Regions from separate parts of the Mus musculus genome. Here region 2 is linked to region 1. The links are chromatin contacts, called in public ChIA-PET maps. All regions are on one chromosome and are shown on one strand. Each heading gives the region's core, a stretch centred on a gene start, on an enhancer-like site or on the middle of the called end of the contact. The rest is flanking DNA. Distances are from core to core; before and after follow the strand shown.

Region 1 (5,176 bases), core at 318-2,817:
ACTGAAGACCGGATAAGTACTCCTTATTCAGTCACTCTCATGCTTACATGTTCACACAGTTGGGACAGGGTGACCCGAGGCTGTCTTCACCGTAGGGAGCAGAAGCCCACGGCTACCTCAGTTTAACCCTCAGCAGGCAGCAGTAATTCAGCATCCAAACTGATCCTCAGTAAATGCTTTCTGGGTGTCAGGGCTTTGAATACTGTTTAATCCCCACAATAGCACCGAGACATACATGAAGACTGTGACACAGGAACATTTGGGGACCAGCCTGCAGGCAAGGGGAAAGGGTGGCAGAATGGCTTGACCCACAGACATTCTTCTAGTAAGTTCTTAAGGGAACAGTCTCTCTGTAGGGCTCTGAAAATGAGGCTTTGACCACAGCCCAACTGTTGTTGAGACCCCATGTCACGAGGGAGACTGAACAGGGGTTCCACTTGGGACAGGCTTGCCCATCTAATCCACCTCAGCATCTCCTTGGGAATAGTGGCAAAGAGCAGGTATCTGAAGTCGTCACTAGAGGGAACCAGAAGCCTTCATATGACAGAGACTGTCCCCTCTCTGATGTGGAGCATGCTCTCCATGGCAAGGCTGGAGGGTTACCAGCTCCTAGGAAGGTGGCCTGCAGCCTAGAGGTCACCAAGGCTTGGGTGATTATTATTATAATAACTGCTTGGATATCTGCAGTTATTAGTGAATGTCTTCATCAAATGCCTAAGGCAGGAAGAGAGGTCCTTACCCCAACCGGCTCTAACCTTGCAGTCAGCACTTATCTAGATCAGCCTTTGGAAAAGTTAGCAACTCAAACCCTCCTCTTTAAAAACCCTCAGGGTGTTGATAATTCATAATCAACGCTCAGAATGACCTAGTGTATCTATAAATTCTGGGTATATTCTCTAAAAGTAGGCTGGAGATGCCAGGCCAGGCAGGAACAGGAGCAGGAGCTGGGGCAGAGGTCAACATTCTGCTGAGTGCACACTGCAGGGTGAGACTGCTCCAGCTCCGTGCTGAGGCAGGAATCCCACCATCAGAACAACTCTGCACCCAGAAGCATTAATAAGCAACAGGGGCTAAGCTGCAGCTGCAGAAATTCCTCCTGGCTAGGAAGCAGGGCTGATGTCTCCAGGCCCCAATGGAAAGAAGCAGACTGGAGAGGTGACAGCCAGGTGAGCCAACTGTAGGGAGCAGCTGTGATCTCGAACCTTCCCAACCCCACCTACAGCAGTGCCGAGATGCCAGGCGTTTTGTTTGAAAAACTGTGGCAGAGAGTCATGGCGTGTGTGAAATGCTAATTTCACCCTGATTTATCACCAAGAAGGACAAGGCTGTTTGCTGACATGACAGACTGGGTGATTTTTGAAGCCTGGCGAAATCCTAGGATGGGTTATTAAACCCTGGATTTATGTGTTCTGTGAGCAGGGAGCTGTTGCTGTCAGGTGTAGACAGAGTTCAGCAAGAGAAAGTCAAGCCAGACCGACTTCATTTCCTCTGTGGTTTTCTGATAGGGTCAGAGGCTGATTAGAGCGGCAGAAAGCCATAAACACATTGAGTGGGGAGGCAAGTACAGACTGGACAAACCGCTTGCTCAGCGCTTAGGAGAGGAAAGATGCATAGGGTCAAAGAAGAGCTAGCTGAAGCATGTTGAACAGGCAAAGCAGGTGTGTGTGTGTGTGGGGGTGGTGGTGGTGGCCAAGCAGAATGGGGTTCTGTGACATGCCTGGTAGCTCTCTCCTATCCTGCTTTCTCTATGTATGCCATGAGACACATCTATCCAACATGATCACTTGAAGACAGAGCACAGATCTAGGATGAATAATCGGCTAAATCCATGGACAGGAGAGTTGTGGTGTACCCACCGTGTACATGCAGGCCTTTTGCGGACAGGCTGGTGAAAGTATGGGGCACTAGAGCTTCCAGGTAGGGAGGGTTTCATTAGACAACAGTCTTGGAATACAACCCAGTCAGAGAAGCAGTTATCCCGAACTCCAATGCAATTTTGATGCATTGACAGAGTTGGGGCAAGGAGTGGGCCCCTTGATCTCACATGAAAAGCCATATGTCACTGAGATAGGGCCATTGCCACAATGGCTTATCCTCTGGACAAGGACTTAGGAGAGAGAGGGCTATAGAAGACATGCATGCACCAAGTGAAGGGACAGAAGGTTCAGCCTTCAAAAGAATGGGCAGGAGACATGGCCAAAATGCCATCACGGGGAACAAGAACTCTGGGTTTCTCTGCACAACCCAAAATTAGATGCTTGATCTAGTTACGACAAGGCAGATGACCAGACACTTTGGATACACGTGAATAGAGTGTCCAAAGGCTACTGAATGCCTCACTACCAGGCATGTTCTAGGGGAGGCCATGGGTCAGGAAGTTGGCTGCACAGGACACCTGGCAGACCTTTGGACCACACAATGTTCCCTTGACAGTGGGCAGGTGTCTCCAGGGCCCACCTGGGAACATAACAGGAGTGGGAATTCCCATACAAGCCTCCTTACGTTAAAAAACCACGTCAGACTCTGCTTGGAGACAGGAAGCGGGGAGCTGGTTGTACAAAACTGTCTGGCTCTCATACAGGACTCTGTGGGTTTGTGGGTGCCTCCCATCTCAAAGTCCAGGCAGGCAGCAATCACAGCCTCTTGTTATTTTTGATTTTAAGAAGAAGAATGGCTAGAAAGCTTTGGTGTTCAACAGGTTGCCTACAATGAAATTCTTAAAGTCTAGAGCAATGGCTCTCAGCCAGGGGTGACTTGGTTCCCAGACATTCAGTTAAACCTGGAACAAAGAGCCTTGATTATGTTCTAGGTTTGTTGATCTTATTTCAACCTCTCTCACACACATAGAGTGGCACAGACAACATTTTATTTTTCTTAGACATAAATGCCATACTGTCGTACCCAAGCTCACCACTCTCACTTGCCCTGGCCCATTTCCTAGCCTAGGACTTCAATTCGAAGCCTCCCAAACCTCCCCTTCAAAGCTTGAGTTTCATACAGGAATCCTTGAAGCTGAGGCTCCCAAGCAGGGGGTGGGGAGAAGGAGTTGAATGAATGGATACAGCTGAAGGAGCTGATATCTTTTCATGTATAATCATGTTAGGAATCTGAAGGTCAGATTATCATGGGTTAACCCATTCAGCCCTAGGATCCAAGAATCCTTCATATAGAATCAAAGAAGAGACAGAAGGAGAAAAAGAGACATTCTGGAAGCATCCACAAATCAAGAATGCCTGAACTTATCTAAATCCAATGTGTATAGAAAGTTCTCCCTTGGAGGGAATGGGTCCTGTTGCCATGACTTTAGGTTTCTTCTGGTCTTTAGACACATGAGATAATGAATTTCTATTGCTCCAAGTTACTATGGTAACTTGTGACACGCTCAATCTATACTGCATCATCTATATCTGTATCTATCTATATTTCTATATCCACATATCTTTTTACGTATCAATATTTATCATCTATCTATCTATCTATCTATCTATCTATCTATCTATCTATCTATTGTCTGTCTGTCCGTCTGTCTATCCACCCTTTTGTAGTCCATCCACCCATCTCATCCACCCATCCAATGCTGAAATTTGGAGGCCATCATCCTCACTGGTTTCACTCTCAGGTCTTCCATTTACTTATATCCAGTACAGAGGCACAAAAAAGTTATTGTTAACCAAGCTGGAGTAAACAATGATAAATCACCTTCTAAGAATATAATTGAAAATCTAGTGAAGGAACAACAAAGACCAAGACAAAACAAACCATCCTTGTGTTGGATAACATCTACTATCAACCTGATAGAACCTAGAATCACCGTGGGCTCCTGCCTCTGGGCAAGTCTGTCTGTGGAGAAGTTTCCAGATTGAGTTAATTGAATTGACAAGATCCACCCTATGAGCAGCACTATCTCATTGGCTGGAGTCCTGGACCAGCTAAAAAGGAGGAAATGAGCTGAGGACCAGCGGCCATGGTGTTCTGCTTCTGGTCTGTGAGCACTGTGTAGCAAGTTGCCCCATGTTCCCACTATCATGCCTTCCCTGCAGTGATGAACTGGACCTTCTAACTACGAGCAGCAGGAACCCCTTCTTCCTTAAGCTGCTTTGGTTAGGGCATTTTGTCATAGCATCAAGACAAGCTACTGACTAACACCTAATAGAGGTGGCTATACTATTTAGGATTGGTGTTCCTCGTTTCTCTCAAAACACTTTTATTTTGCACTATTCTAAAACCTTTTGAAGCTTACCAGTGAACTGAAAAGCTATCAGAATTCAGGAAGAAAACTGAGGAGTACTTGCCCTGCCCTCTGGCTCAGCCAATTTGTACAGGGGCGGGGGGGGGGTGCGGGGGGGGGGGGAAGAGCGGCTGTCGTAAGTAAGAGCTGGCTTGTGTCCCTAACTTACCCTGGCAGTTGAAAAAAAAAGAAAGAGCCTCCTGGTTCCCAAGCATGTTACTCAGTAGGAGGGGTCAAAGTGCATCACACTCAGTCCCCAAATCACACCCGAGATACATTCATATGCCAGGAAAGAGGCACCGGTACAGGCTCGGCTTCTGAAGCCAGATGGGAAAAGTGACAGATTCTCAGAACTCACAACTGAAACATTAGGGCCAAAACAGAACCCATAGGCAGCCAAGGAATAGTCACAGCGACCCTCAACGCCACCCTAGACACTTCCATCAGGATGGCTACTTGGAGCCGCCATTTAGCCTGTGTAACCTCACACCACGGGGCATTTTTCTGAGCTACAGAGATGTACAGCACTTTACTGCCACACTCTGCCTCTGACTTGTGTTTTGTTAAAGGCTAAAGGGGGTGTGTAAGTGCCTTTACTTCGCCAGTTCCAAAGTCCTCCGCCCTGTCCTCTGAATCCCTTCCAACTGAGAGGACTCTGTGTTCCCTCTTCTGTAGCCCAGAAGACTGGGAGATGCCCCAAGATCAGAGCTACTCCACCTATGTCTCACACCCCAGGGATGGGGCAAAGGGCCTGGGACAGACAAGAGCATTAGGGTTGGGCTGTTTTTCTCTCTTCCATCTCTATGAATACCAGGTCCTCCAGGTCCCGCTCAGTCTAACACACTGATTGCAATGGCCCCCTGCCTTAAGCTCATCTTTCACCTCAGTAGTCCCCCAGCTTGCTTGTTCCTTTCCACAGTTCTTAGCCAGTTCCCAGAAAATGGTTTA
Region 2 (5,234 bases), core at 2,695-5,194, 100 kb after region 1:
CCCCAGGGGGACACACCCTGTCCCAGAACTGTGGGTGCATTTTACTTATCTCCCCAGCAGCCCCGGTACACTTTTCCTGGGATGGGTTGTGACCTCAACAAGAACATATACCATGGGGGAAAAGCCAGAAAATTAGCACAGGCAGATGCTTTCTAACTTATGTTAGCTACTTCAGAAATATTGCCTTGTACTTGGATAAGAAGGGCAATCTTTGCAGGACTAAGGAAGTCTCCCTCTTAGTCTTTATCTGCAGGACGGTAAGTCCTCCCTAGGAGTACTCACTCAGTAACCATGAAGAGGGCACTCAAGACAGCTGTCACAAAGTAATGACAACTCCAGAGTGACACGGACCCACCCTGTCTCTAAATCTGAGGACCTCCCAAGGTTGCGGGTGCAGACAGATCTCCATATGAGATTTTACCCCCTCTCCCCTTCTGCAGCCAGCAGTTCACCCAAGGCTCCGGAAATGTCACAGAGTAGCATTGCCTGCGGGAGGAAACCTACCAACGAGAGAGCGCTGAAAAGACTGAATCAATACGTGACAACTGTAATTCTCAGTGCTATAATTACACAGCATTTCTCGGGCTCCTCAGAGTCACTCCATTGATTTCAGCAAAGTGTATTTGCTGCATCCCAAACACAGCTGCAAGCCCAGCTCTGCACTCCCATCTCCCCTTCATTGATCTTAAAAATAATACCCAGGTACAAGGGGCTTCAGAAAGCAATCTTGCAGCTTTGGCCTCTGTGGTTTTGCTAGGCGATTCATTATCCACTTTGTTCTACCTTACCCAGAACCATTCTGACTCTCAGACAAAAGGTAAAGGTGAACCCCATGTCTCTGTCCTCAGCTCCTCCCTCAATTCCTCCCTCAGCTCCTCAGCTCCTACTTCGTGCCAGGAACTCACCTGAATACTAGCTACTGAGGCAAAGATGCAATTAGTCTCTGGTGGAGTTTCTGAGGCACAAGCCAATCTTGGTGGTCTGCAGAAGCTATGATTGGTGTGGTGAACAATGAAAGTTCAAAATGTAGAATGAAGGCAAAGCCCAGGATGAGGGGAGATGTTTAGGAACTTGGTTGTTAGACAATATTAACAAGTCAATAAAAAGAATTACTTATATTTGTCAATGGCATAAAGGCAGGAAGGGGGCCTCGGTGAGTAAAGTCTTTGCTTTGCAAACATGGGGATCCCCAGCTACCACCAAGAATCCATGGAAGAGAAGCAGGCCACAGTGGCACAAACTTTTAATTTCAGCACCAGTGAGGCACTTCCCTAGGACTTTCTGGGCACACTTGGCAAGGTACAGGCTAGAGAGAAATCCTGCCTTCTGAGAAATGACAGTCAAGGTTGTCTTTCCAGACATACATGATCCTGTCCATGCCAGCCTGAACACACATGAACACACACATATGTACAAAATAAATAAAGGATTTGGATGGACAGTTTTTTCCAGGAAAATATAGATATGTCAAATAATCTCATAAAGTGATGTTCAATATCATGAAGGTTATGCAAATGCAAACCACTTCACACAGCAACAGCAGAAACACACGGGATGACAACAGTGACACTCCAGATGACAGGAATCAGGGATTCCAAGGCTGAGAAGGAATTAGAAGCTTGCCACAGGACAACTGGAAATGTAAAATGGTGTGGTTACTGTGGATGACAGGCAGCCACTCAGAAGACAGAATTACACCACTGGACAGTTTCATCAGTCCTGTGTGTCTACACAGGACTGCACAAAAGGGGTCAGGGTTGTATTCATTTGAAAAGATTTTATTTTATAAGTGTGTGTGTGTGTGTGTGTGTGTGTGTGTGTGTGTGTGTGTGTGTGTGTAGTTATCAATGGAGTCCAGAAAAAGATGTAGATCATGACTTATATCACATTAAAAGTATGTATATGTAAGAATCCACCCTCATCTTGAAAGCCATCTCACCCCCAGGCAACCATGGGAACTGAATGACATGAGAACACATATAAGAGCGTAAGCTTCTCTGTCAGGTGAAGACAAATGAAGAGGAACAGTTCTACAGGCTGGAGATTAGCTGCCTGTCACTGGAGACTCACAGGGTAGCTTCGTGGCTGGTAGCCCCCAAGATGTGTGGCATCAGATCACTAAAGCAGAATTAGCATCTGGCTCACCATGAACTTCAACAGTGTCAAAGACAGTCAGGTAACGACACATTCACCAATGCTCACGCCAAAGGCAGGAGACAGGAACCAGAGCTGTCAGAAACGTTGTGAAGTAACAGACACAAACGAAGTCAGACAAAATTAGTATCTGTCTCCTGTCGAGGAAGAAATACCAGGAGGTGTGTGGAACACGGGAATTCAAATGCATTAGTTACAAACTAGGAACCTTGGAAAGCTACAAAGAATGACCTAGGTCATAGACTTGATGTCAGAACCCCACAGGATTCATATGTGTGTGTGGGGTACACCCTACCTCTCTTCACAGCACCCTCTACAGTAGTCCCTGTACTTCTCTGTGGCTGCCACATGGATTAGGGGCCCCACTGTTCAAAATTTAAAATGGAGGACCAGCATCAGGTTGGCTGCCTTGATTTACATAGATTAGGGACCCCACTTGTTCAAGGTTCAAAATGGAGGGCAAGCAGCAGGTTGGTCAGTTCCCCCAAATGACTTGAAAACCTATGATCTTAGTAATTGTCTCCTTTTCTCAGTATCAATAACCTGAGTCACAATAACACATATTTTTCTGTCAAGACTTATTTATGCCTCTCCTGTGAGTATTTACTTGGGAAAACACAGGAGTGGGACCTGAAACCTCCCCCCACCCCAACCCCACCCCCATATTCCTAACTAATGATGCCTGCCATCCTTCTTGATGGTGCCACACGACAGTACGCCTTCAGGACTTGGAGGTTATAAGAAGGAAAGGGGTACTTGCAGCATATCATATCTGTTTTTGGGCTTTATCTTTAACTCTCAAAAGCCTTGCATCTCCTAGAGGCCAACCACCAAGAGAACGCAGTGGTGAGAAAGATGGCCCAGAATAAAGGCTACCATTGTCAAGAGCCAGGGCCTTCTACTAACTTGCTGGCTCATTTATTAAATGTGTAGATAGTTTGCAAAGGAAGGAAAAAACCCTTCCCTTCTTATCTCCGTTTGGCGATATATCTGCCAGTGAGGTCTTCACAGCCAAACAAGAGCTCTCCCTTGGAACTGGAATGGATGTCGTCAACTAGACAGCTGCCACTTTCTAGAGTTTGGTGGGCACAGGGGACTTGCCAACAGCTCTGTCGGGTACAAATCCAGGAGAGCATTCCACATTGTAAAGACTAAGCAGGGATCGCCAAGTCACCTGCAAGCATGGGGCACAAGCATGAAGGCCATGGGGGTAGATGTGGGGTAAAAAGAGAAAGCCTGCCTCAGATGGGACATAGCCACTCCCTGTCTTCAGCATGCCGTTCCAGAGAAGCCAAGATCAGAGGGAGTCTAGAAGCAGATTCTGAGATGCACTAAAAGAAAGACAAAATGGCCAGGTCTGCTGTGTCTGCCTTGGGGAGAGCAGCACTCTGTGCAGGGCCCTTTTACTGTCCAGGGCAATCAGCTCCTAATGATCTTCTCTGTCCAGTTGAGAGAGCCATCCATGCCAAAATAAATAAATAAATAGATAAATAAATAAATAAATAAATAAATAAATAAATAAATAACTTACCATAGAACCCTCAGAACAGAGAAGATGCAAGAGGAGGTGTGTGGGATCCCACAATAACCATGCACGGGGCATAAATCCAAACTAAGAACATAGGACTCTTTTCCAGAAAGGTCCAGAGAGCTCAACACTACCCAGGGTACCACATGCTCAAGCTAGATTCCCAGGTCAAAGGTCAGCCACTCTTCCTGTGTGTTTCTCATTCTGGGCCACACATCCTGAAAGGTATGCAAGGGGGTTATCACAGAAACCCCACAAAGAAAAGTGGCTCCCCAAAGGGTAAGTGTGACTGTTTCAAAAAGCTGGGCTTCCTGTGGCAGGCCATTCTAAGCCTGGCAAAACAGAAAAAGGAAATGCAAGGGGGCAGAGAAAAGCCAGATCACAGGGACTTGCATCCTCATCTTTCCCTGTGGTCACCTGGGCCCCATGTAGAGAACTTCCTCTGAGGATTCTGGGGTGTTGCTGAAGATGGAGCAGCAGACCAGGAGAACCTTTGCACTGATGTTGCTCACCTGAATACACACATTCGATTTTAAACTTTCCCCCGGAGCACACACTGTAGCCAGCACAAGCTTCCTTCAGGGGAAGGAACCTTGAAAGATGCACCTCCACCCTTTCTCTGAGGAGAAACTTGGTAGCATGAAAGGGAATTTTGTTAACTGAGCTCAATAAAGCTTGCTTTGTAGCCTTTAAGTATCATGGAAAGCAAGCCACGAGAAAACAGATTCTACTGGCCCTTTTATTTTGAATGTAATAACACCACGACAGAGACAAGACTAGGAAAAGCTAGTCTAGTTCTTCCATGTCTTTTGGAAGTTTCATAATCCGCTTTTTGTTTCCTTGTTTATTTAACTTTGTTCCTGTCTTAGTTGGGGTACCCATTGCTGTAATAAAACACCATGACCAAAATCAGCTTAGGGTAGAGAGGGTTTATTTCATATTTAAACTTGTAGTCCAAAATCTAGAGGAGTCGGGGCAGGAATATGGAGGTAGAGTCCATAGAAGAATGCTGCTTACTGGCTTGCCTTCCATATATTGCTTAATCATGCTTTCTTATAGCATCCAGGACCACCACCCCAGGAACAGCATCACCCACAGTGATCTGGGCCTTCCAATATCAAGCATCATTCAGGAATCTGCACACTGTCCAGTCTGGTTGAGTTATTTTCTCAGTTGAGATGCCCTCTTCCAAAATGACTCTAGCTTGTGTCAAGTTGACGTAAAACTAGCCAGCACCATTCTATTCTATAATACACATTTCAAAGTTAGGGTCTTCTGATGACAAATCAGTTCATAGTGTGTAGTGACCTCAGGCTGGTTTTATGAGAACAGGTACACTGGATACGTACTATGTGAAAGTGAGTTGGGTTTCTGATAATGTGTTGCTTTCCTTTGTCCCTGTACATGCAAGCTATTGTCCCTGTCCCTGTACATGAAGGCTACTGCCCCTGTACATGCAAGCTATTAGCCACAAACCTGCAAGCTACTTGGTGGCTTTCTTGTTCTTCGTGTATTGGGAGGCAGTGGTCAACATCAGGTTTCTTTTCCAGTC

The links. ChIA-PET counts read pairs in DNA pulled down with a chosen protein or histone mark.
Region 2: an RNA polymerase II ChIA-PET map of memory CD8 T cells shows a contact between it and region 1, with 35 read pairs. The contact joins two enhancer-like sites. A contact is called at or near these places in 1 of 15 datasets of contacts at CTCF or cohesin (the NIH/3T3 cell line), 18 of 484 Hi-C or Micro-C datasets (the 3T3-L1 cell line, the AML12 cell line, the C2C12 cell line and 11 more) and 2 of 115 datasets of contacts at active chromatin or transcription factors (heart atrium and memory CD8 T cells).

Annotation. Positions count from the first base shown.
Region 1 is chr7:74,370,869-74,376,044 of GRCm38.p6, forward strand. All of the region lies in intron 2 of Slco3a1 (solute carrier organic anion transporter family, member 3a1), which reads right to left. Among named protein-coding and RNA genes, the nearest start is that of Slco3a1, 180 kb to the right of the region's middle. Within about 2 kb of position 1,568, at least 19 of the 459 cell types and tissues checked have an H3K27ac peak or open chromatin away from gene starts, as enhancers often do. A contact at or near this core is called in memory CD8 T cells, where this site is marked.
Region 2 is chr7:74,471,392-74,476,625 of GRCm38.p6, forward strand. All of the region lies in intron 2 of Slco3a1 (solute carrier organic anion transporter family, member 3a1), which reads right to left. Among named protein-coding and RNA genes, the nearest start is that of Slco3a1, 81 kb to the right of the region's middle. Within about 2 kb of position 3,945, at least 3 of the 459 cell types and tissues checked have an H3K27ac peak or open chromatin away from gene starts, as enhancers often do. A contact at or near this core is called in memory CD8 T cells, where this site is marked.